2 separate regions of the Mus musculus genome follow, and region 1 is linked to region 2. A link is a contact called in public HiChIP or PLAC-seq data. All regions are on one chromosome and are shown on one strand. Each heading gives the region's core, a stretch centred on a gene start, on an enhancer-like site or on the middle of the called end of the contact. The rest is flanking DNA. Distances are from core to core; before and after follow the strand shown.

Region 1 (6,814 bases), core at 1,982-4,481, 120 kb before region 2:
ATTTTTAATGATGTGTATCTGTGTGTGCTCATATATGGGTATGTACATATGAGTCCAAGTGTGCTGAGAGGCCAGAAGAGGGCACTGGGTCCCCTGAAGCTGGGGTTCAGGTGGCTGTGAGCTGCCTATCCTGGGGGCTGAGAATTGAACTTGGCAAGAGCTGTACCTCTAGCACAGTGGCCCTCAACCTTCCTAAAGCTGCGACTGTTTAATAAGTTCCGTGTTGTGGTGATCTGCCCTCAACCATAAAATTATTTCCATTGTTACTTCATAACTGTAATTTTGATCCTGTTATGAATTGTAATGTAAATATCTGTGTTTTCTGATGGTCTTAGGTGACCCCTGTGAAAGAGTTCTTCAAGTCTCTGAAGGGGTCGCGACCCACAGGTTAAGAACCATTGTTCCACCTGGCAGTGGTGGCGCATGCCTTTAATCCCAGCACTTGGGAGGCAGAGGCAGGCGGATTTCTGAGTTTGAGGCCAGCCTGGTCTACAGAGTGAGTTCCAGAACAGCAAAACAAACAAACAAACTAACAGAACCATTGTTCCAGGCCCCCTTCTCTCTCCCTCTATACAATTCTTTAGGACTACTCACTGCTGTGGCTATGAGATGAATCTGTGGCTGATACATATGTCTCTAATTTTAAAATCAATATAATGATGTATATGGTGGCAGAGGAATAAAAGTAGCACCATACATAATTAATGTGCTTTTGCCGAGATAAATGACTACTCAGGACTGTACCAGAAGCCAGCTGTACTCAGACGTCTGCATCTACTTGTGAAGTAGGAGCGGGAGGATGACTAGACTCTAGGATATTATTGGCATTATTTTTTCTTAGTGTTTAGTGTGTTGAAATAAAAGCTTAACAGATATATTCGTAAGCACACATGGAATTCCTTAGCCCGCGGCAGTTATATATATATATATATATATGATGGGCACAGATCTGCTGACTCATGTGGTGAACGAAACCGCCTTCAGCGTCCTGGTTTCCCAAAAGAAGAGAAGGTTCAGCGTCCCTAGACTTGCATACTAGTTGTATTCCCAGAAAAAATTGTGTGCATTCAAAGATGCCATCATATGCCATGTTCACATGTAAACACAGTTAAAATTCTAACGTGATTGGAAGAAGCACATTTTCACAGAACCGAAGATCCAGCTGGACTTCTGTACCTATCCCCCCTACCAAACTGGGGTGGCCTCAAAGAAAGCGCCTGCACTTCTCCACAACGTCCCCTAGGGGGTGGACGTGCTGCGAATTGGGCGGTTGCTGAAGCGGGAGGAAAGCCTATGAAACATTTAGCAAGGTGCCCGGCAAATGGTCTCCTTTCCAGGATGCAGCTAATATAGTCTCCCAGTGAAGAGGCAGGGGCTTGTAGTGGGGGAGCTGCAGCATAAAAGGCAAGAGAGGCTTACAACAGCTTTTGCTTCTGCTGAACCCCCTTCCTTCCCCTTCAAAGAAGAGACTTTGCTCGGGTACAGAAGGAGCATGATGAGCCCTAGTTTGCTCACCTGCACCGTTACACGCGTAGATGCTCTGGATGCAAAAACCAAGTGTGGAATCAGAACGATGATCCCTTTCTTCTAGAGAGCCTGCTGTGCAGCGTGTGTGTGCACTGGGGGTGCGGCGCCTGCAGAGAGGGAAGATGTTCCCGGAGAGGGGCATGTTTCAAGACTTCTAGCCAGACCTCAAGAACAATTGAATCACACAGCAAAGGAAAATGCTTGTTAAAATACCAAACAAATAAATGCACAAACAAACAGATTAGAGGTGGGGACGCAGCTCTGTGCTAAAGCCGGTGCTAGCTCTTCTGCTCCTGTCCCCAAGACCACAGTGAAAAAGAAAATATAATTTTCAAAAAAGCAGAATATTAGGAGGGGGATGAAGTCTAAAAGCCACTGCGTTAACGTTTCAGCCAACTCTGTTGCAGCCTGTGACATCGACCTCCACAGTGCTCAAGGCCTGGATATTTTTGTTCTTGGGGTGATTCTTTGACTACCGTTGAGAGGGCAGCCAATGGAATCATCTGGAACAAAAAAGAAAAAAGAAAAAGGAAAACAAAAACAAAACAAAAAACAACCCCCACAATCCAGGATGCGAGAGGACGGAGGGCTCTGTACATGTGAAGCATTTGTACCAAGAACAGCGTCAGGATCAGTGGTAAAAACTCTCTCTCTCTCTCTCTCTCTCTCTCTCTCTCTCTCTCTCTCTCTGTGTGTGTGTGTGTGTGTGTGTGTGTGTGTGTCTTAAGCCCAGTGAACATGGCGTTTAATTTTCTTTAAAGAAAAGAAGGGGCTGTTGAAAATTTCATTTTCTTCATAGGAAAAAAAAAAAAGGAGTGTTGAAATGACCTAGTTCGATGCTTTCAGTTTACAGTTGAAATTATTGTTTAAAAAAAACACAACGGAAGACCGAACTGGAGCCGAGATCACTCAGATCTGATCCCAACAAAATGTGACTCCCTTCTCATCTCTGGAACCCCACAGAGACATTTAAATCATATCCTGACTTCTATGTTCCCTGGCAGAGCGGAAACCAAGAAAGGAAACCGGTTACTCTCAAAAGAAAACAGGGTGGATTCCTTTAAATGAAGGAATTGGCATGTTAGAGTACTCAGATGAAATTTAGAGACTGATACCAACCTATTGATAAAATCTAGACTCTCTAGAGCTCGGATGTAAATGCAATCAATCGGGTCCCCAATCCGTTAGGCGGCCGGTTCGCCTGTGGGTCTTCCCCAGCCGGCCCTGTGGACCAGGTTGCAGCTTCGCTGGGGAGACCAGGCTCACTGCCCAAGTGTGGGAAGTTGTTATGGTCAGAGATGAAGAACAGGGGTGAGCATCCGCAGCAAGGGGACGGATCCTGAACGCTTAGAGAGGTTGACAGATGGATGGGAAAGGCCCAAGGATAGTCGTAATGGGAGGTCTGGGGGAGGGGGGGACAAGCCACGGTTCCAGCAGCACCTCAATCTAAGTTGGTGCAAGAGAGAAACTGAGATGAGAGTTAAAGCCATTTAAGGGCAGCAGATCCAGAGGCTGGGGAACAGGTGAATCCTGGTGCCTGCTTGGGCAGGCGGGGACAAGGTGCAATCCTTGTAGCCTGTGTGGCTCCGGGAGAGAAAAAAGGCCGGATGAGCTGCGATGCCCTCTCTCCTGCCCACGCGCGGCCACAGGCTCCGAGGACTGCAGAGTAATTAGGGTGGAAGGGTCCCTCCTGGGCACCAATCCGCGACGTGAGTGGGGGGCGCGTCCTCCGTCACGCCCTCACCCAGCCCTGCGCTACCCGCAGGCTGGTCCCCACGCCCCCTAACAGTTCCCTCAGCTTCCACGCGTCTGGACCGTCCGGGGCCCTCCCTCTCCACTCGCCTGGGTGCATCGATACCAGTGCCCGGGCTTAGCGCCTCGGGGCGGGTCCCTGCCGCCCGCACCTGCCCCCGGGGGCGGAGCGCAGCGGCGACAGCGCGGCACCAGCCTCCGCCACTCGGTGTGCTAGCGGCGGACCTGCCGCTCACCGCGGTACGGGCGAAGCTCTCTCTCGGTGCCCTCGGTCTCTGGCACTTTGGACTTCGTGTCTCCATCGTGGTCGGCTTCGCCTCGGGGGATCTGCAGCCCCGGCGCCATGGAGCCGGCTCTGGGCAGCGAGCGCCGCAGCCCCCCTGGCCCCGGAGTCCCGCGGCCGCCACCGCGGGGCCACGCGCCCTCGACCGCCGCCCCCGCCCCCAGCCCGGCTCCGATGAGCTCCTCTGTGCAGTCTGATGAGGAAAGGCAGCCACGGATCAGCGAGAGCGGCCAGTTCAGCGACGGGTTGGAAGACCGAGGTGAGCTACCACCGCCCCGCGCTCCTTCCTCTCCGCCCCTCTCAAGCCACCTGTCCCCTATTTGCGGAGCTTGGTGCAAAGAGCGGAAGCGACTATTCCACCTTTCGGGATCCATGAGGGTCGGGCAGCGGTGCCTCCCGAGAGCCTCTTTCAGTTTTCCGATCTCGGAGGGTGCTTAGGCCAGCCTTCTCCGGTGCTCGCGGGAAAAGTTTGCAGACAGGGTTCTTAGTGTCTTACGGGGGACCAAGGGATTCCTCTCGGTGCTGGGAGATGTGGGTTCCAAAGCATCCCGCTGCGCAAGCCCAGCCACCCGGGGAAAGTTATTATTATTATTAATTAATTTTTTTGGTTAGTGGCAGAGCACCCGGTAGGGTGACAGCTAGGGTCCCCTTAGCCTCTGGACGTGCGTGGGGCCGAAGCTCCCTGGATCCTGGGTCACAGCGGTCACCGCCCCATAGTGTGAGGGTGCTGGCAGAGAGGTTAGGATGTTTGGGGTCTGGCTACCAACCTGATCTGCACAGATGCTATCCGCGCTGATACTTCCTGGAGAGAGTGTGTCCAGCTCTGAGTCCTTCCTTGGACGCTGGCCTTGTACCCGGTGCGTCCCCTGGAAGGCATCACCATCTCCCGCTTACAACCACTGTCTCCTTAGTGGGGCTGCGTCGAACGTTAGGGATCCCTCATTCCCCCACCTGGCTCTCCTTCCCCATCCTGCTCTAGCGGCCTTCAGCTTGGGTTCTTTGCGAAGACGACCGCATCTACACCATTCCCCTTTCTTGCTGCTTCTTAATTGGCCCCCCTCGAAAACTATCAACGGTGCTGCTGAAACCGTTGCTGGCGGATTTGGGGGTCTCTGCAGCACGGTCTTTTCTCAGGCAGCCGACTCTGTACACCTCTATTCATTTTTTTTTCCTTTTTTCTTGGAAGCTTTCATCTGTCGACTGTAGAGTGCTTATATTATTTTAGTTCTGGCAGGTTTCTGTCCTATTCTTAGTACCTCCTGAACATCTTTATATTCCGGTTTCGCGTTGGGATACAGGATCTCTTGCTTAGAGATTCCGAATTGTAGCGTGTGAAACAGGATGACATGGAAACAGATTTCCCAGAGAAACAGCAGAGATGCTGTGTGCGGAACTGGAGCCGCTCCAGCTTGGAACGAGTTCTGCACCCGGGTTGCAGGTCCTTTCCCTGTTCCCACAGAACCCGATAGCCTTAGAGACAGGAGAGTGGATGGCATCATCAGAAAGCCAGAAAAGCCTCTCACTTTAATTCTGGGGTGTGAGAATTACCTTTGCCTCGCAAGATTCAAACATCTCACATTGAAGAAAGATGGATACTCTCAGGCTGGGCTTAATTCTGTAGCATTGCGGGTTATCTGTAAGCACCGAGCAGTCTCTCTCTCCCCACCCCTGCACAAGGGCAGACAAGAAACCCATACTAGGATGAATTGATATTTAATAATATCTAGAAGCCATGCTTCAGTGTTAAATGAAAACAAAAACACAACAAAAACCTCTTCTAAATACATTCTTTAGGTTTTCTGTCAGTGGTCAAATGAACTTCATTTTCTATTATATTGTCTCCTGAAAGCATTCACTGTTCATAAACCAGTGCTCTGTGGAAGACTGCATATCACACACAACCTCTCTGTCAGGATGAATCCAGTCTCCCACAGAGCCCAGGGTTCCATGCCATTTTGAGCTAGCTGAAAGCTGCTGTAACATTCTTTTGTTACACCCATTCCTGGCTGCAAAAAGAAAGAGTTAATGATAAATGAAGAACCAGAAGGCTGCCTGGGAGATTGGTTGTAATATTTTATATGTTTGTCTTATTTTATCTTTCTTGTATCCATTTTTTTTGCTATCTCTTGGGAATGGTTCATGGGTGGTGACATCTTTCCCACCAGAGACATGAACTGGGGAAGAGGAAAACTCCTTAGTCTCCCCCATCTCTCCTTGGATGCAGTGGCTTTCAGCTGGGCCCAATCCCTACAGGGTGTGGGGGATGGGCACTCTGGCCACACATCTGCCCTCCATACTATTTTCTGTGTTGACTTTCTTCTGAGGTGGTAGAACCGTGTGGCAGACAGCTTCTGATTCCCAATGGAGAGTTGTTTTATAACCCAGTGGTTTGGAATTTTGGAGACAATTTCTTCTTAGAAGTGAAATGGACAATTTCCCAGAATTCCGGCCAGCTTAGAATGGCCCACCATTACTGTAACAGCTGATTGAACCCGTGGTTCAGGAAGCAAGCAGGCATTATGAAGTTTAAGATCTTGAGGAAACAAGACACACACACACACACACACACACACACACACACACACACACGCACGCACGCACACACACACACACACATACACACACACACACACACACACACCACACACACACACACACACACACACAAATACACACAGAGACATACACATATATACACACAAATACACACAGACACACAGACACACACACTCAGAGGGGGAGCCCAATTCATCTTCCGGCTTTCTTCTTCCCTTCTTTAATATCCATTTCTCTATGATTTTGTCCCAAACCTTAGGGTTTGGCCCCACCTTAGAGAGTTATGGCTTTATTTAACTCATTCTCTAGCTGTCCATCTTAAAGACAAAACAAGAAAGCAATAACAACAAGTCCTTCCTACAGAGAATTGAAGCTCAGTGGCTTGGTGTAGTGACTCAGACGTAGAATGCCAGCACTTGGGAAACAGAAGCCTAAGGGCCATGTGAGCCCATGGCCAACCTGGGCTACACATCAAATTCCAGGCCAGGAGATATCAGTGATAAGCAGTTCAGTACTAAGGACATTGCATCTTCACATATATTTGCCCCCGCCTTTATACTATGTTAATATGTCCCTTGGTATTGTCAGATCCCGTTAAGAGATTTAAGTTGGGTTAAAATTCCACCGTGGAAGCCGGCTGTGGGCAGGGATTCTGCGGCCCTGCACATGGACCTGAGCCCCGTTTTAGTTTCTGTT
Region 2 (7,668 bases), core at 2,716-5,215:
CATGTGTCCATTGACACATGTTCTGGCATCATGTTTGCTTCTCCGTTAACCGGAGAAAAAGCCTCACATGTGATTCAACATTGCCTTGAGGCATGGAGTGCTTGGGGGAAACCCAGACTCCTTAAGACTGATAATGGACCAGCTTATACGTCTCAAAAATTCCAACAGTTCTGCCGTCAGATGGACGTGACCCACCTGACTGGACTTCCATACAACCCTCAAGGACAGGGTATTGTTGAGCGTGCGCATCGCACCCTCAAAACCTATCTTATAAAACAGAAGAGGGGAACTTTTGAGGAGACTGTACCCCGAGCACCAAGAGTGTCTGTGTCTTTGGCACTCTTTACACTCAATTTTTTAAATATTGATGCTCATGGCCATACTGCGGCTGAACGTCATTGTACAGAGCCAGATAGGCCCAATGAGATGGTTAAATGGAAAAATGTCCTTGATAATAAATGGTATGGCCCGGATCCTATTTTGATAAGATCCAGGGGAGCTATCTGTGTTTTCCCACAGAATGAAGACAACCCATTTTGGATACCAGAAAGACTCACCCGAAAAATCCAGACTGACCAAGGGAATACTAATGTCCCTCGTCTTGGTGATGTCCAGGGCGTCAATAATAAAGAGAGAGCAGCGTTGGGGGATAATGTCGACATTTCCACTCCCAATGACGGTGATGTATAATGCTCAAGTATTCTCCTGCTTTTTTACCACTAACTAGGAACTGGGTTTAGCCTTGATTCAGACAGCCTTGGCTCTGTCTGGACAGGTCCAGACGACTGACACCATTAACACTTTGTCAGCCTCAGTGACTACAGTCATAGATGAACAGGCCTCAGCTAATGTCAAGATACAGAGAGGTCTCATGCTGGTTAATCAACTCATAGATCTTGTCCAGATACAACTAGATGTATTATGACAAATAACTCAGCAGGGTTGTGAACAAAAGTTTCCGGGATTGTGTGTTATTTCCATTCAGTATGTTAAATTTACTAGGGCAGCTAAATTGTCAAAAAGTCTTTTTCAGTATATGTTACAGAATTGGATGGCTGAATTTGAACAGATCCTTCGGGAATTGAGACTTCAGGTCAACTCCACGCGCTTGGACCTGTCGCTGACCAAAGGATTACCCAATTGGATCTCCTCAGCATTTTCTTTCTTTAAAAAATGGGTGGGATTAATATTATTTGGAGATACACTTTGCTGTGGATTAGTGTTGCTTCTTTGATTGGTCTGTAAGCTTAAGGCCCAAACTAGGAGAGACAAGGTGGTTATTGCCCAGGCGCTTGCAGGACTAGAACATGGAGCTTCCCCTGATATATCTATGCTTAGGCAATAGGTCGCTGGCCACTCAGCTCTTATATCCCATGAGGCTAGTCTCATTGCACGGGATAGAGTGAGTGTGCTTCAGCAGCCCGAGAGAGTTGCACGGCTAAGCACTGCAATGGAAAGGCTCTGCGGCATATATGAGCCTATTCTAGGGAGACATGTCATCTTTCATGAAGGTTCAGTGTCCTAGTTCCCTTCCCCCAGGCAAAACGACACGGGAGCAGGTCAGGGTTGCTCTGGGTAAAAGCCTGTGAGCCTAAGAGCTAATCCTGTACATGGCTCCTTTACCTACACACTGGGGATTTGACCTCTATCTCCACTCTCATTAATATGGGTGGCCTATTTGCTCTTATTAAAAGGAAAGGGGGAGATGTTGGGAGCCGCCCCCACATTCGCCGTCACAAGATGGCGCTGACATCCTGTGTTCTAAGTGGTAAACAAATAATCTGCGCATGAGCCAAGGGTATTTTATGACTACTTGTACTCTACCTTTCCCGTGAACGTCAGCTCGGCCATGGGCTGCAGCCAATCAGGGAGTGATGCGTCCTAGGCGAAATATAACTCTCCTAAAGAGGGAAGGGGTTTCGGTTTCATTATTGAAGGGGCTTTCGTTTTTGGGGCTGGGCGCTGGGCGCTTGCCCTCCTGGCTCCCAAAGATGTAAGCAATAAAGTTTTGCCGCAGAAGATTTTGGTTTGTTGCGTCTTTCCTGGCCGGGCGTGAGAACGCGTCTAATAACAGTTTCTTATTACTTGCCTGCATTTCTGTGGGAGAGTGGAAGGGGAGAGAGACAGAAACTCTGTCTGTTATGTTTAACTTTTATTCCCTGAGTAGCATTGTTAATGGTCCTCTAAAGACTCCAGTTAAACTCAAAAGAAAAAAAAAAACCTTTTTCAGGACCATCTCCTAAGTCAAGTCGTTAAAGCCTGTTCAGTAGGTTTCTCTTCACCATACATTATACATATTCTGTATAATGTACTGTTGAGGCCAACAAGATGGCGCAGTGGGTAAAGGCATCTGCCACCAAGAATGAAAACCGGAGTCTGAGTCTGCAGGCTCTGAGAGTGACTCCCACAAGTTCTCTGCCACAAGTTATCTGCAACTTCCATACCATGCACACAAAATAACTAGAATGAAATCGATTTTCAAACTGTATGACAAAACTTTATATCAGAGATATTCAGGGTATGGTGTGGCACCTGTAGGGCCAGGCCAAGGAGGACAACCTTGGCAGACAACAGTCATGCCATCCGGTTCTAGTGCTGATAGCTTTAGCTTTTAGTTTTGGAGAGGGGGACAGGCAAGAAAGATAGTCACTCTTCTGGGTCACCGATACTAGTTTTAGGAATTGCTCATTAAAGTGAGTTCCTCCCTTGGGCCTTTAATATCCCACATGATATTAATATCTCCCCTATGTGAGGAAAATTCTATTCCAGGACTTGGAATACTTTAATAAGAACTTGATAGTAAAAATATCTGACAACAGCCCAGTTCTGATAATATACCATGGAAGCCACCACCTGTACACAACCTGTGAGTGACTAGGTAGTATCTGTAATTCTTCATTGCTGTGGTCAAATGTCTGACCACAACAAGGAACAAAACCAACAGGAAGGAAGGCTTATTTGGGCTTGCAGTTTGAGGTACAACTCACCATGCTCAGGAAATCATGGCAACAGGATGTTTATACACGTGTACTCACATGTGTCTGTGAGTAGGGATACACATGTGTGCACATGTGTGCATGTGTGCAGAGATCAGAAGTCAAATCTTAGTTGTCATGTCTCAGGTTACCATCCTCCTTGTTTCTTGAGACAGGGTCTCTCAGTGGCCTAGAGCTTGCCAGGTAGGCCAGGCTGGGTGACCTGTGACCCACGATGGTTGACTTGCCTTCCTTTCTCCAATGCTGGGATTGTAAGAACACACTACCCAATATACCTAGCCTTTTTACATGGGTCGATTCTGGGGCATTGAACATAGGTCCTCACGCTCTCTTGCACGCACTTTATTAACTGAGCCGTCTCTCCAGCTCTACACAAAGTTGACTTAGTCTTTTTTCCTTTGAGAATTTAATACAACATATTTTTATCATATTCTTAAGAATATGTTCATTAAGCAGTTTCCCCATCTCCACTGAAGCAAAAATCCTACCACTAACTGTAGTAGTTGATAATCTTGTTTCAGAGGGGTAGAAGAGGGACACTAGTAAAGATTCTGTTGGAGAGAGTAAGAACATAAAAATATATCCCCCTACCCCCTCCATTGGTCCCAGCTCTTTTGAATCCCAGCTTTCAGCAAGCAAGAGAGAGGAGCCTGCCTCTGATGGTGGGTGATGGAGCAGGGCTCTCCAGGGTGGGGTTGTTCCCCAGCTGTGGGGGAGGTGTTTGCTAGGCATCTGAGTGATAGAAATAGTCTAATTAAACCGGGATTGATTTATTAACAGAGTTCTACTGCTCACATAATTTAACAACTTGGGGCCTGGGGTATTGCTAAAACGTGCTAAGGCTCAAGATAATTATTGCCTGACTTTGGAGAGGATGACAGATGGGTCCTCATTGTCTCTAAATCTCGCTGCGGATTGGAGTGGGATTCTTTGTTGGGTGTTGAGCAGGGGTCCTTGCTGTTGGTCCTTGGTGGCTCCCTTCTGTATTTCTGAGGCCCTTTGTCTCTGCTGAGCAGACCCTCCCTCCAAGCCCTGCTTACTCAGCTGCTGGCTTGCCTTTGGCTTGGCCTTAACAATGAGTCTCCTGGGTCCCCTTCCGTTTTCCAGCTGCCTTTCTGTTTGAATTTATTTTCAGCCAACATGCTTTTTGGTCTGGTTTTACTTAGTATATCTGGTCTTTTTAACCAGGCCTGTATAAATATTTATTTAAGACTTATGTTGTGTGCCTTCTGTGATGTAGCTGTTAGTGATTCCCTTAACATATAAATGACAGTCTGCCTTAGGACAGGCAAACGCTGGGAGGCAGGTCTATCAGGCAAGGAGTGATGTCCTGCTGGTGTGTGTTGCCTGGATTATGTGGCCCACAATCACACTCCTGGGAAATCTGAAGCATTAGCAACCTGCTCATGTAGACCATGGGACCCAGAAGCCTACATGTAATAATGGTTTCCATAACCATGTGCTTTCTTGTCAGAGCGAAGCACTCACGAGCTGGCAGGGCCTAGATCTGGATTTGAACTGTCCTGCTAGTTCATTTGGGACTTTGCAGGGCCTAGATCTGGATTTGAACTGTCCTGCTAGTTCATTTGGGACTTTTGCTTACCTTTGTGTGATGCAGACAGGTTTTTCCACAAATAAAATATATCATCTGATTCGAATGGTTACATATGATGACTGCAGAAAATGTAGAAAACATGTGGGGGAAAAACCTTCAAATATTCCCATCCTGCAAAGATTATCATTTGACCAACAACAGACAAAGAAGTGATCCCACCCAAGTCTACCTTGGTGAACCAGTGAATTGTTTGGGGTTCCTTAGGAAAACATGGGGGACTCACAGCCAGCTACATCACTGAAATGTCTACCCCAGTATGGGTGAATACTCACAAAAATGGCTTCTTAGGATTCTGATTCCCTCCAGCTCCATAGCCCCACCTTGAGAAGAACAGCCTTCATAGGAAAGTCTCACTTCGCAGCGACCTACACAGTCCTCTCTTGGGCCTTCAGTGTTCTGTGTAGCTGATGCGACCCATGTCTATCCTTCACAGTTGAGTCAGCTCCTAGCTTACAGTCAGCATCTTGACCCTGTGGTCGCTTTGAGTGGTGCTTACTTATACACCCAGGAAGCTTCTTGGGGCCTCTCTATGCCCCCGCTGGTTACCCCGGAACAGGCCTGTTCTCCAAACAACTCGTTCTTGCATGAGCGAGATTGGAAATGCCTCTGTGCAAACCCTTCCGTTTGGTGGTTGGGGAGAAGGTTCCCAGTGGTCACATGCTTATTCTATAGCAATATAGCAACTCAATTTGATCCCCAGAACACAAAGAAAAGTTGTGTTGCTGTAGTCTCAGTGCTGGAGAGGCAGAGACCGGAACACTGGGGCGCATGGACAAGACAGCCTAGTTACTTGACAAGCTTCAGACCAGTGAGGTCCTTCAATTATAAAGCAAGGTCCTTTGATTATAAAGCGAGGTCCTTCAATTATAAAGCGAGGTGAGCCAGGTGGTAGTGCATGCTTTTAATTCTGCACTCAGGAGGCAGAGGTGGGCAGATGTCTCTGAGTCTACAGAGTGAATTCTAGAACAACCAGGGCTACACAGAGAAACTCTGTCTTGAAAAACCAAACAACTAAACAACTAAACAACCCAAAACAAAATGAGATGGAAAACTCTTGAAGAATAACATTGGGCTTTTACCTCCAGCTTCCATACATGTAGTCATGCATCTTACACATACATACATACAAAGGAAGGATGCCCCTTAGTGTGATTTTACATGGGAACAGGACATCTGAACCCTCTTCTGTTAGATTAGTTCTTATCCCAGAATCAGGACATACTATGATTCAGTTATAGGGCAAAGGAAACTCAAACTTATTTCTTGACACTCTTGATAAACTCCTCAGAGGCTACTGAGCTCTTCTATGTGATTCCTGGGCTAATTACTGTTTACAGTTGGTTAGCAGCATGGCTGGAGAGCTGGCCACTGTGGGAAGCCGTGGGAGGGTGCAGAGGCTCCATGGAGTACCCTTCAGAGGACTCTCCACCCCCCATCCAATTTTGGCATTTTGCTCTTTGCATGTCTTTCATCAAGGAACTAGATGAAGATGATGCTTAAGTGAATAACACATCTCTCTGAAGGACCCTGAGTTCATTAGGACCCCACTGGCTCACAGTGCCCTGAAACATGAATAATATTAATATTCCATATGTGCTATCCATTATCCATCCATCTGGCAGGCTTAACTCACTCATGTGAGGGGGACTTTTCAGTGTAGTTCTGAGAGTGAAGTCATGGTGCAACCCCCACCCCATGTGTGTGTGTGTGTGTGTGTGTGTGTGTGTGTGTGTGTGTGTACTTGTGTGTGCGATTGTATTCTAGTTTACATGTACATACAAACACAAGTGTATGTATAGGCCACAGAACAACTTTTTAAGGTGTGTGTGACACTTTTTTTTAAAAAAATACTTACATTAATTCTATTTATCTGTATGTGTGTGCACTAGTGCCCACAGAAGCCAGAAGAGGGTGTCCAATTCATTGGAGATGGACATAAGAGGTGATTGTGAACTACCTGACATGGGTACTACTGACATAGGAACAGAATTCAGATCTTCTGAAGAGACAGTTCTAATCACCTCCAACCATGTTTTTTGAGACAGGGTCAATTACTCTGGCTTGGTGGTTACCAAGTAGTCCAGGCTGACCTGACCTTGAGCCCTAGAGATCCACTTGTTCCCACCTCTCCAGCACTGGGATTACAATCACATTACCATGCCTGGCTTTTCCCCTTCGATGCTGGGGTTGAAGTCATGCTCTCAGTCTTGCAAGGCAACCATTGAATCCACTGAGCCCTCTTCCCAGATGACAGCACTTGATTAATTATAAATCTGGGTTAAGGGCCCTTATATATCTCACTGTAATAATTTGGGCATCTGCTTTGAATTTTGTGGCCTAGGTAACGACCTGGTATCACTGAAGAACTCATGTACAGACATTTTGAAGTCACAGTTCAACATCAGGTGGTTTTGTGGGGCACACAACAGGGCGGGGTCTTTTAACTGTGCACACCTATTGCACCAAGGCCAGTGAGCATGGATGGATTCAGAGTAGAAATTGAGTAGGCTTGATAGTGCAGGCAGCAGGAGTCAGGTTTCAGCTTCATCCTGAAGAATTAGTTCCTACTGCATTGCTTGCAGTTTCTGTTTTCAAAGACACAGAAGCCAGATGATTGACAAGTGCTTAATTGTTTGTTTGTTTGGGTGGGTGGTTTGGTTTGGTTTGTTTTCCCTGAAGTTGTTCCATGGATGGTTCAGAACACAGTGGAAGGAGGAAGTGTCATAGAATTTGAAAATAATTTCTCCTTCTTTTTGAACTCTTAGATTTTTAGACAATGATATTAAAATTTCTATTACTCTCTTGGAACTTTCCCCTGGCGTTGAAAAGGCTGTATCTGGTGTGCTGATGAACTCACAAACAAGACACGTGACCCTCGGGGCTGTCAATCTGAATGGTGTTTTCTTTCTTTTTAGCTGTCTCCGTCATGAGGTACAGCGCCTCTGCCTTCGGGTTTGCAGTAAGTAGCCTGAAATGTCCTCACCATTGTGAAATTCTGCACGCTTTCCCTGAGCCTGTGACTCTCACCTCAGTCATGAAACAGACTGGTGCTTAGCA

What was found. HiChIP or PLAC-seq counts read pairs in DNA pulled down with a chosen protein or histone mark.
Region 1: a contact with region 2 is called in an H3K4me3 HiChIP or PLAC-seq map of embryonic forebrain, with 2.7 times the contacts expected there. The contact joins the promoter of Tmem163 here to the enhancer-like site in region 2. A contact is called at or near these places in 2 of 39 promoter capture datasets (HPC-7-derived erythroid cells and trophoblast stem cells), 1 of 15 datasets of contacts at CTCF or cohesin (CD8 T cells), 4 of 484 Hi-C or Micro-C datasets (the HL-1 cell line, brain, cerebellum and 1 more), 8 of 115 datasets of contacts at active chromatin or transcription factors (craniofacial prominence, embryonic basal ganglia, embryonic forebrain and 5 more) and 3 of 9 other capture datasets (embryonic stem cells, liver and pancreatic islet).

The regions. Positions count from the first base shown.
Region 1 is chr1:127,674,438-127,681,251 of GRCm38.p6, reverse strand. Tmem163 (transmembrane protein 163) reads left to right here and starts at 3,231. Exons shown (of 8, transcript NM_028135.2): 1 at 3,231-3,821. The coding sequence starts at 3,623.
Region 2 is chr1:127,552,663-127,560,330 of GRCm38.p6, reverse strand. It overlaps Tmem163 (transmembrane protein 163), which reads left to right. Exons shown (of 8, transcript NM_028135.2): 3 at 7,527-7,570. Among named protein-coding and RNA genes, the nearest start is that of Gm41947, 77 kb to the right of the region's middle. RefSeq lists an enhancer at 3,452-5,966. Within about 2 kb of position 3,965, at least 20 of the 459 cell types and tissues checked have an H3K27ac peak or open chromatin away from gene starts, as enhancers often do. A contact at or near this core is called in embryonic basal ganglia and embryonic forebrain, where this site is marked.